Linked DNA regions of Zea mays: regions 2 and 3 are each linked to region 1. The links are chromatin contacts, called in public Hi-C maps. All regions are on one chromosome and are shown on one strand. Each heading gives the region's core, a stretch centred on a gene start, on an enhancer-like site or on the middle of the called end of the contact. The rest is flanking DNA. Distances are from core to core; before and after follow the strand shown. Region 1 holds the start of LOC100383499 (Remorin family protein). Region 2 holds the start of LOC100193967. Region 3 holds the start of LOC103632852.

Region 1 (3,815 bases), core at 747-3,246:
GTGCTAGGCAATGAAACAGATGATTCGACTGCATAATCTAATCGCTGGCGAACTCTGGAAGTTCGAACAGGATGAGACCCACCATTCAGTGGACAAATTTTGACTCCTCTTCCAATGTTGATTTCGTTACCAATTGGTCTACTTGAATAGGTTCCATTTGTACTTTTTCCTTCACAAACATGTTCCGGCATTAGTACTCCAGCCGCAAAAGGTGAATTTGCTGTAATAGGTCCAGCTCTCCCATTATCAAGCAATGACACTGAAGAAACAGATGAATACTGTCCACCAAGTCTTCCTGGAGGCCCCAGGGGGCCACTTTTAGACTTCGGTCGCCGAGCATGAGCAACCGTAGTTCTTCCAAGCGCGTCGCTGGAATTGGGACTGAAGATCCACCTCTCTGCATCCTCCCATTTCGAGGGCAATGTCCTCCCATTGCTGTAAGGAAATGCCATGCTGCTGCCTGGGTACCGCCTATTTCCTTTAGAAGGATGTGGAACTCTCTCAGAGCTCCACCCTTTATGGCACCCTAACACTGATGCACGGTGGCGCGGATAGTTCGGCGTCCCAGGACTATGAAACACGTCTGACCTGATGACTGATGCTCCAAGTCCTTTGTTCATCAACCCCACACCACCAATCACGAAACTTGGAGAAAACGTGGCTCCATGGAACCCAGGGCTACCGAGGTCAAGTGAGGCCGGCCGCTGTTTCGACCCCTTCCTACCATGCAAAAGAACAGCAGCATCCGTCCGGTACCGCTGTTTGTGGCATTCTGTCAAACAACATACATGCAAGCATACAAAATTAGGAACCCCGCACAACCCAATCTAATGCAAGACTCAAAATTAATACAGTACCTGGGGTGGCACGGAATGCCGGATTCTTGGCTGGTTCTTGTATCTGAGCCCACTCCTCTTCCTTCACCCCGTACAGCGCCTCTTCCGCTTCGTCGTCCTGCCGCTCGGTAAAGGCTGCAGAAGCTTAACAACACAAGCTCGTTTTAAAGGGTGGTCAGGTTGCTCTCAGACCGACGGAGACACTAGTAAGAATCCAAAGTGTGAGCTGGTTACAGCGTTGTGCAGTTGTGCTTACCACTGGAGGTGGAAGTGGCCAACCCATCTGTCTCCAGATCTGTGTCTGGGTCACCATCTGGGCGCACGAACCCGGCCAAAGGCTGCAGGCAACCATCATCATAGCCTCAGTGATTAAAAGTAGATCTCAGAGAAAGGAAGAAAGGTGAAGAGAATCCAATGGCGCTCATTTTCTCTTGTCTGAGGGGAAAAAAAGCAGCCTCCTTTTTGTTGCTATAAGGATCTAGGATGGTGATCATGATGTCTATAGCTCAAGTCAAGAAACTTTGGGACCCTCCTACTTTTGTCTACTTCGCTGATAACACATTCTTGCTGTACCATTCGCTCGCTGTGAAAGGGTTGCGGTCACCTGATCAGAGACGCTGAGACAGGCCATAGGTAACCTAGATCGGCATGGCGCCATGATGCTACTAGTGAAGAACTAAATCTTTTCCATCTGCGACCACGTCCAAGTGCTGAAAATTCAATCTTTTCACCCCAAAAGGTGAATGCCAGCTCAAAAATGTTTCCATTCCTCATAGCGTTCGATACCAAGCAAAAAGTAGATTCGTCCATGGGCCATCTAATTGAAAGCATCAGAAAGAGAGGGCAAGAAGCTCAGCAAAGAAGGACCAGGAGACCAGGACCAACCGAGTCGCAGCCGAAGGAATCGCAGCAGCTGCTCCCGCCGCCGCCCGTGGAGCTCGGCGAGTAGCCGTCGTCCACCTCCGCTCCCCACCTCCGCCGCCCCCGCCGCATTGGCTTTTCCGGCGCCGAAACCACCGCCTCTTCTTCCTCCACCACCACGCCGCGAAACGAAAGCCAGGAAGCCCCGCCGCCACCCCGCATTCTCCCGGAAATAAAACTGAAAATCTATTAGCCGCTGAACTCGCTCAATCGCCTTCGCCAGCGCATGATAAGCGGCGGGTGTGGCAGCGGGGGCAGCATGAGTTGTTGCCGTTTAATAGAGGTCGCTGTGGCGGACTGCGACGTGGAGGCAGGAACGGCATCTCGAGGAGGGTGACTGACACAAGGTGCGGTGAGCCGGTGAGGTGAGGTGAACTGAGCATCAAGAATGTCGCGTGATGATGCGCTCGACTGATAGCTTCCGGATTATTTTTTGTGATGGTTCGCCTGGACCTGGACCTGGAGCGGCGCGGCGCCCACGTCCGTGCCGGTGCCGTTGCTGGTGTGCAGTGGCCATGATGATTTGACCTGTTGCGTTGCTTCGGAGTTAGGACAAGTTTTATTTTTGTTTTGCGTGAACGGTGATCTTCCTATGGTACGTGTTTTGTCGGGAGAAAAAGAATTATGAGGCGCAGTTAAACTTACAGACCATTAAAACAGTGATAAACAATTTGGTGCAAACTATAACAGCACGAAAAAAAAACCTAGGAGAGGCCCTCCACCTTATAGGGTGTTTGAATACACTATAACTAATAATTATTTAGCTAAAAATTGTTAATAAAATTAGCTGGCTAACAAATAATTATCTAACTATTAACTAATTTACCAAAAATAGCTAATAGCTGAACTAAATATCTAATATACCTGGCCTCAGATAATTCAAATGACCACACCTTGGAGTCGAGGGTGTCCGAGGCCTGGGGGATAGGAGCTCCTACATTGACTAAGTATGGAGTGGAGGCATTCACAAGTTAAAGGAATATAGTTGGCTCCTTGCTATGGGCATTGATGCCCCAAGAGCACGATCTCATGTTCAAGTTCTACTTAGGATGGTCTCATGGTACTTCGGATAATTAAGGTTTTCATACACCACATTAAATGTGATGTATGGTCTGATAGATACACTCTTGCCAAGACTTAAGCAGTAAGTGTAGTCAAGATCATATTCAATATGTGCCATCAATCCTACAGCCACATGTTGGCACGCTAGTGTAACAGGAAAATATTATAAAGTACAAAATACTAAATTAATTACCAACTATGCCATAACAATGTGGACTTTATTACCATTAATTGACATAACATACCTGCCCCTGCGACAGATATGTTTGCCACTATAGGATGACATCTTCAATAATGTGGCATGACTTAAGGTATGGCTTTATGTATGACTCCACGACCAGGATAAGATTAGGATTGTTGGATTGTAGCTAACAGGGAACCATAGTCCAACCGATATGTAATCCTCTCCCTTCTCTTATACTATGAAAGAGAGGTGTAGAGCAACATAAACAAGGCTTGGAATAGAATTGATTCCAGACCTCAGGATCAGAAATCTTCTAAAGGCAGACATAAATGTGAACTAGGGACTCTTAGTTTAGAACTCTCATCAAAACCAAGCAAGGAAGATATAGGAGGTCATAACACTTTGATACTTGAACTTGTAATCTTCTTCAACTTTGTGTTCATCAATCTATCACACACAAGAGGATACAGTGTATTACGCACCATGTGGTCTGAATCTCTCTAAACAACCCTCATGTAGGCACCTAGTTACACACAGGTTCAACATAGAGCTAGCATATGCCCCTGCTGCTATTTATTATATTTTTCAGATTTTGGATACCTTCTATACCCTGGTGTCGTACCACGACTATATAGTTACTTTAGACGTAAAGGCTTATTTGTGTGTGATGTAAATTTTATCTACGGACCATGTCCATAGTGTGATGTGTGGCTAACCTTTCTTTATCCTCCTCCCTCGCACCTCTACTCTCAAATCTAATGACTCAGAGATTTGGTGATGTGAGATGGGGTTAGGGTTTTAGGTTGTGGATT
Region 2 (3,857 bases), core at 341-2,840, 170 kb before region 1:
TACATTATTTATACTATATATCTAGCCATCTAAGTGCATAGTAGAAGCTCCATATATAGAACAACCAAAACTTGTTATACTTTAGAATGAAGGGGTAGCAAATTTAGCACCTGCAACTGTAGTGTGAAGAGAAAATTAGAAAAGACACCTGTTTCCTCTCCAGTTCCTGATTCTGCTCCTTGAGTTTCTGAACTTCAGCTTCTAACTCCATAGTATAAGCCTATGCAGTAAAATAAGAAATTTGTACTGAAACAGGAATGTCGAAAATCTGTTTGCTTCAAAGAAACACACAGTAAGTAGAAAGCTCAGGTTGCCTGTACAAATACTCTGATTACAATCGCAATTGCTATAATTCACCACATCATGAGTCTTGAAGCACAACGAGTTAATTTGGATAGATTTTTGGTAACATCTTATTCTCGGCCCAACAAGATTGAAGTCATTACTAAAAAATGGCTTGATTAACAAGACATGCATGAATTCAGTACAAAAGGTTGAGATTGAGACCTGTTTGCGCGCTCGGGACCTGGCGGCGGACTCCCTGTTCTTGATCATCCTCCTCTGCCGCCTCTCCACCACTTTCTCTACTCCGCCCCCATGCCTCCTCCCTCGAATCATCCCCTCAAACGAAAACGGGAGCGGCTCCGTCGGCGACGACAGGTCGCTGTACCCCTTCCCGCCAGAATCAAGCTGGTTCACCGCTGCTTGCACAGCCATGGCGCCGCCTCCCATGCCTGCTGCCCTGGGCGGTATTTGGGCCAGATCCCCCATGCCGACCGGTGCAAACCCCAGCGCTGCCGCAGCTGCGGCGGTGTCGGCGTCGGCACCCGGTAAATTCCCGAAAAAGGCGGAGCTTTTAGGGGCGACAGGTACCGGCCGCGGCGGGATCATGGGTGGTGGTGCTGGAGGAGCCGGAGCGGGGTTCTCCCTGACCACGCCAGCTCTGACCAAGAACTCCTCCAGAGTCATCTCCCCGAGCGTCGACTGGCGGTGGTGCTGCTGGTGCCCGCCGCCGTCCGCCCCCTGCAGCGGCTCGTCGCGCACGAGATTGCGCCACACCTCGTCGACCGTCTTGGTGCTGAGCGTGCGGGGCAGTGTGAGCGACGACCCTTGCCGCTGCAGCGACGTTGGCGGCATCCCCGCACCCGCTCCAGCGCCAGAAGCGGAGGCCATGGCCTGGGTCTCCTCCGCGGTCCAGATGCTCCGGAGCAGTTCGTCCATGTTCATGGAACCGAAATCCTTGGGGATGCTGCCGCCACCGCCACCGCCGGTGGCGGCCCCGCCGAGCGCGCTCTGGAATTCGTCGAACGTCAACGAGTAGACTGATCCCTGTCTCGCCAACGCCGCCTCCTCGCCCACTACCACCGCCGGCCGGGGCTGCGACGACGACCCGCAGTTCTTGAATTCCATCTCCTGATCTCCTCCCTCCTCCTCCTTACCTGTCTCTCAGACTCAGCTCAGCACCAGAAAGACACGGATACGAGGTGAGGAGAGCTCAAAGCCTCAAGACTGTTACCGAGTCACATGCGCCTCTCGTCCGAAGGGCACGAGGACTAGCTAGCTTGGTGCTGACGAGTGGATAGAGTTCCGTGACCTGAGATTGCGAATGATGCAGAAGAGAAAGGCAGCGCAGGGGATCCAGGTCTTGGGGCGCGCAGTGGAGCGGGGAGTGCTCCGTCGGGTTGTTAGGACGTGGCGCGCTCACAGGTCATGGTCTCCCACCACGCGACCGAGCAGCCAACCATATGTCGCCACGTGGGGGCGTTGCCTCCGTCAGTTGTTGGGATGTTGGTATACGGACAAAAATATCCTCGAGCTTGGGAGAAGAGCAGCTGGTGCTGGGTTGCTGTCAAACCTCTAAAACTGAGCAGAGCTTTAGAACAGATTAAAAAAGTGTTTAGTTTAGGGTAACTAATTTTTAGTTTCTCTATTTTATTTTATTTTATTTAGTATCTAAATTATTAAATATAGAAACTAAAATACCATATTTAACAATTTAAAGACTAAAATAGAATAAAATAGAGTGACTAAAAATTAATCTCTATAAACCAAACACCCTCTAAAATAAACAAACTAAGTGTCAGTTATACCTCTTAAATAGTTATTAGTTATTAGCTGTCCTAATCTAGCTAAAACTAGCTAACTACTTATTAGTTAGCTAACCATTATCTCTAGAGATTTAGAATAAAGCCCTATAACATGTTCAATCCTAACTTTGACACTTTGGATCAATTTTCAAGTATAGATGTATACGACACAATTAAACGACTGCTTGATAAAATGAAGTGTCCTTAAAATCAAATATATTGTAAATGTAGGTAAAAGACAATATAACGAAAAATCGTATAGAGAAAGGCTCTTCATAAATAGACTATATCTTATTTTTTATATCTTATTTGTTTATTTAACTCTTTAAATGTCTCTCAAGAGATAGAGATATTAAATAGGCTCTCGTACAGCCCTTAAGACCTTTACCGGCTTATGTAGTTATGTGTTAGTGGGACCCGATATCAATCCTCATAGTGTCTTGATGGGAACAAGGTGGTAGGTTTCCCCCTATGACAACTACATTTTCAAAAAGAGATGCAGGACAGCTAATCCATATCTCGCTATAATTTTGGAGAAGATTTTAAAAATAAGCAGCGGTTTATGTACGCCTCCGGTAATAGATTTAGATACGACTATTAGACTAGAATTATTTAATGGTTCATGATTTATTAGTTTAGTATAAAAGATAACAACAGCCATATATAAGTGTTAGTCGTACTCTAGTCATATGAGTGGATCGACATAAAGCATTTTTCTTTAAAAATCAATTAGAAAACTAAATATGAAGGGCTAGTTTAGAAACCAAAATTTCCTCCGTGATCTCTACTATTTTCTTAAATAGTAATCCTAAAAAATATTATTTAAATAAGATATTTAGTTATTTATAAGACAATACCAACGACGAACATGAGTCGTGTAACTCAATCGCATCCACATGATGTGCTCTGTGCGCTTCGACACTCACCGCCAAATGAGGAATAGTTTATCGCTCAAGCTAGTCAAATGGATAAGCATAGGCACAGCTAATGATTGGGATTAGTGGCTTGAAAATATGGAACAAATGACTTCGTAATATTCCACAAGGTTATTAGTGACTTGAAATTATGTCATGATGTAGGAACAGTGAGACGACCAGAGGGACTAAATGATAGCCAATTAGATTTTGCTTCAAAACACTTAAAATGAAACACTTCACTTTAATTGTGATAAAACAAGCGCTTAAACCAAAAACACATCAGCGAACGAGTGATCTCATAATTATAAAATGTTCTTGATACTCACATGAGACCAGCAAAACAAATGGATCCTAAATCGGACACCGAAAAGTCTGAAACGGTTCAAAACAATATCACGAACAAGTGTTGTTTTCAGCGGTACGGAATTCTGTTCTTGGATCCAAAATTGAACCAAACGAACTTCGATTGAGATGAAATTTTACACACGCTTGAAAAAATATGTTTCCAAGGTCTCCACAATTTTTGAGCTCAATCGGACATACGAACCAACCGCAGATTTAAAAATAAAGTCAGAAATTGGGGTTTTGTTGGGGTTTTCTAGAACGAGATCAAACTGAGTTTTTCTCAAATCGCGGCCAAAATCTGCAACAACTAGATGTATGCCGTGGTCCGAGGAGTATAACTCATCACCAATCAATCCCAAACCAAATCATCTCAAAAGAATCAAAGGTTTTCCACCAAAAACACAAGAGGGTGAGAAAGGAAGAACAAGTAATCAAAACAACTCGAAATTTCAGCAAGTATGTAAAACTGAGATGGAGATGTAAACAAACGATGTGGGTCATACCGGCG
Region 3 (3,954 bases), core at 1,303-3,802, 250 kb before region 1:
GCTCCGCCCGACCCAGGGCTCGGACTCGGGCTAAGTCCCGGAAGACGGCAAACTCCGCTCCGCCCGACCCAGGGCTCGGACTCGGGCTAAGTCCCGGAAGACGGCGAACTCCGCCCGACCCAGGGCTCGGACTCGGGCTAAAGTCCCGGAAGACGGCGAACTCCGCTCCGCCCGACCCAAGGCTCGGACTCGGGCTAAGTCCCGGAAGACGGCGAACTCCGCTCCGCCCGACCCAGGGCTCGGACTCGGGCTAAGCCCCGGAAGACGGCGAACTCCGCTCCGCCCGACCCAGGGCTCGGACTCGGGCTCAGCCCCAGAAGACGGCGAACTCCGCTCCGCCCGACCCAGGGCTCGGGCTTGGGCTCAGCCCCAGAAGACGACAGACTCCGCTCCGCCCGACCCCAGGGCTCGGACTACGCCCCGACCTCAGCCGACGGTCTCCGCCTCGCCCGACCCAGGGGCTCGGACCCGACCTCGGCCACGGAAGACAGACTCGACCTCGGCTTCAGAGGAGCTTCCACATCGCCCAACCTAGGGCGCAGACCAGCCACGTCAACAGGAGGCGCCATCATCACCCTACCCCGAGCTGACTCGGGCCGCAGGGAACAAGACCGGCGTCCCATCTGGCTCGCTCCGCCAGATAAACAATGATGGCGCCCCACATACTCTGTGACGACGGCGGCTCTCAGCCCCCTTACGGAAGCAAGAGGACGTCAGCAAGGACTCAACCGCTCCGACAGCTGTCCCTCCGTCAGGCTCCAGCACTCCTCCGACGGCCACGACATCACACCAGCAGGGTGCCAAAATCTCTCCGGCTGCCACGACGGCATGTACTTAGGGCGCTAGCTCTCCTCCGCTAGACACGTAGCACTCTGCTATACCCCCCGTTGTATACCTGGATCCTCTCCTTACGCCTATAAAAGGAAGGACCAGGGCCCTCTTAGAGAGGGTTGGCCGCGCGGGGACGAGGACGAGACACGCGCTCGCTTGAAGCCGCTCGCTCCCTCTCCCGCGTGGACGCTTGTAATCCCCTACTGCAAGCGCACCCGACCTAGGCGCGGGACGAACACGAAGGCCGCGGGATTCCCACCTCTCTCACGCCGGTCTCCGGCCGCCTCGCTCTCCCCCCTTCGCGCTCGCCCTCTCGCTCGACCCATCTGGGCTGGGGCACGCGGCGACATCCACTCGTCGGCTCAGGGACCCCCGGTCTCGAAACGCCGACACCACTAGAACTTGATTCCTTATTGTGTGACTTAAAAAAGGCTTTTTCCCCATTTGAGCTTAATCCGCTGTAATGAAGTGACTGCTTAACTAGATTTACAATATCACTCTTCGTGGCCTTAAGCATGTCCTCTTTTTGTACTCATATGGACACATGGTAATCAACTTGTTATTATCCACTTTTTCGGAATCATGTTGTAATCAGCATATCGACAATCTCTGCTCTATTTAGACGCTTCGGTGGCCCATTTGTGATGATAGTATCATTTGTAAACGTGTTCATCCTAAACTTAAAGGGTGATTCCGGGGTAGGAAACATCTATGACAAATCAAAGTAAGATATTTTCGCACAGAACTAGAGGCGACAATAATTAGCATTTTTATCACATATGGGACATGTCAACAGCGCCGGCCCTGGCGGGGGTCGAGCAGTGCCCCCGACCAGGGCCCCATATTAATGGGGCCTCAACTCAAGTACTAAAAATCAGTATATACAATATATTTTGTATAGATCTATACGTTGGCTCAATAGAATTTTTAAAGGACTAATCATAAATCAACAACACAGCAGCAACAAACAAGGATAATTAATTATAGCTTATTAATCTTGACTTCGTAGTCTCAGGCCTAGCCGCCTAGGCTCTCAATGTGTAGTGTGAGACAACGATGTTTGCCGTTTCATCTCTATCTCTCGCACAATCACAAATAGACAGGCGGTCGTGCCCTACCCTCTTGGTAGCCCGTGCACGAGCATCGGGTACGGCAGCGCTTTCGTCCTGCTCTACACGGTGAAAACGAAACTAACATGACTTGATCGACTAATCTAACAGCTTGCATCCATTTAATCACTGTTCGAGATAACTTTCTTTTGAGTTATCTAGACACATATATATGCAGCATTTTTTTGCGAGATGTTAGACTACATTTTAATTACTTTTTGTTTAATATAAATACATTTTTCAGATATACATAAATATTTATTGACAATATATACACAATATATCTAAGTATAATAATTATTACTATAAAGGGCCTCCGATATAAGTCTTATCCCAGGTCTCTAAAATATCAGGACCGGCACTGCATGTCAAATTACCATAAACACTCCATGAAAATACCAAAATGTTAGGAAACCATGGAAAGGTTGCTTCACCCGGACTGCTACCTCCTCCTCCGTTGCAACTATCACAGTCGTGAATGGTCATTAGGTGCTGCTGCTCATTCCCTATGCCGTGACGCCGACTTACAACCAGACCACAGTACGTAGTAAAGATAGTGAGATCGAGAGGGAGAACCTCACCTCAATCATTAAGCTAAGCAACGGCCAGTCTCCTGTGATCCAGAAAAAGGCGGTCTCTGTGTGCGATGCGCGCGCGCACCCGAAGACCGAAAAAAACAGTACTAGTAAACGCCTCTGCTAATTCTCTTGCTTGCAGATGTTTATCACTCTGCTTTATTTGTCATAATTCCAACCTATCCTGACAACGACCAACCACGCGACAACCAGAACAAGGAACAAGTGGTAGGTGGGAGTGGGAGATTACCCAAGAGAGCCAGCCATGCATGCATCCGCCCAACAATTATAGCGCAGCTCCCAAATCCAATCGTTAACAAGTAATCGCCGCCAGAAATGGCAGTCCCGGCCCTGGCTTCACTCACACCACCGGCCACCACGCCACACTGTCAGCGTCTGATGATCTACCGTGACGGTGACTCGCGGCCAGACGGCCGGCCGTCGGAGAAGCCAGGCAAGCAAGGCGGGCGACGGCCGAGATCTCGGGGACCAATCACGTCGACTCGACGCCTCGACGGGCCAGAGAGAGATTAGCCTGCTGGCACTGCCACCGCCGCGTAGATGCCAAAATCTCGCGATGGGTTGCTTGACATCGCTGCGGATACGGACAATCTCCTCCTCGCGATCGCGCGCGACGCAGCTTCGTGCGGCGAGGTGATTGATGGTGGTGCGTGCCCCGGCTGCCAGTTTGGTGGTTTGATTGATGAGGTGACCCCGGCCCGGCAGGCAGAGCCGCAGAGGCGCGCAGGTGAGCTAGCAAGAGCACCTTGTCCACGGCAACGGAACGGCAGCACCGTCCGCCTGGGCGGCCGGCCGGTGATTCATCAGGCTTTCAGAGTGCGGTGCCTTGTGTTTACACAATGGTGTGGACTGTGGAGAAACCACGAGCGAGCAAACTTGCAGCGGACGAAGCCTGTCAGATCAGTTGACGTACACACGCCCGTACACCGAGTACACACGGAAGGAGGCTGGCTGGCGCGGACCCACTCGAAGAGGAGGCATGCACGGGTGCACGGTTTCCGGGGGACCAAAATGATGGCCATCAGCTGGGTTTCTGTTTCCCTGACGGCATTATTGGGTTCTATGATAAAGAGGTGAGCGCCCAGGCCAACTAAGCAAGCATCCCCCCCTCCCCTTCGCTTTCCTGGGGCTTGCGGGGGCCGGGGGGACATCTGATCCGAGTGCTCCCAAGCAAGTTATGGCCTTCACCATCTCTGCCAAGCGAATATAAGCGGTGCCCTATCCGCATTCGCATGTAGTACATGTACTTGCGCTTCCTGGGGGTCATGGACACAGGTGTCCTTGGCCCAGGCACCGAATAATGGACCGATTGATGCATGCTGCTCCATTTCTGACATGGCGTTGTCACTGCTGGAATAGAATATCCCCGTTCTTATTGCTCTGTCTCGAAAAGGGGACGTTATGCTTCAAAGGCATAA

The links. Hi-C and Micro-C count contacts between places; a contact is called where the count stands out from the background.
Region 2: a contact with region 1 is called in a Hi-C map of endosperm, with 2.1 times the contacts expected there. The contact joins the promoter of LOC100193967 here to the promoter of LOC100383499 in region 1. A contact is called at or near these places in 6 of 25 Hi-C or Micro-C datasets (bundle sheath, ear, endosperm and 3 more) and 1 of 3 datasets of contacts at active chromatin or transcription factors (leaf).
Region 3: a contact with region 1 is called in a Hi-C map of leaf, with 6 times the contacts expected there. The contact joins the promoter of LOC103632852 here to the promoter of LOC100383499 in region 1. A contact is called at or near these places in 8 of 25 Hi-C or Micro-C datasets (bundle sheath, ear, endosperm and 3 more).

Annotation. Positions count from the first base shown.
Region 1 is chr7:130,903,847-130,907,661 of Zm-B73-REFERENCE-NAM-5.0, reverse strand. LOC100383499 (Remorin family protein) reads right to left here and starts at 1,996. Exons shown (of 8, transcript NM_001176147.1): 1 at 1,722-1,996; 2 at 1,093-1,174; 3 at 858-971; 4 at 1-772. The coding sequence starts at 1,919.
Region 2 is chr7:131,076,280-131,080,136 of Zm-B73-REFERENCE-NAM-5.0, reverse strand. It overlaps LOC100193967, which reads right to left and starts at 1,590. Exons shown (of 4, transcript NM_001139035.2): 1 at 508-1,590; 2 at 149-220. The coding sequence starts at 1,410.
Region 3 is chr7:131,156,715-131,160,668 of Zm-B73-REFERENCE-NAM-5.0, reverse strand. LOC103632852 reads left to right here and starts at 2,552. Exons shown (of 1, transcript XM_008654574.4): 1 at 2,552-3,954.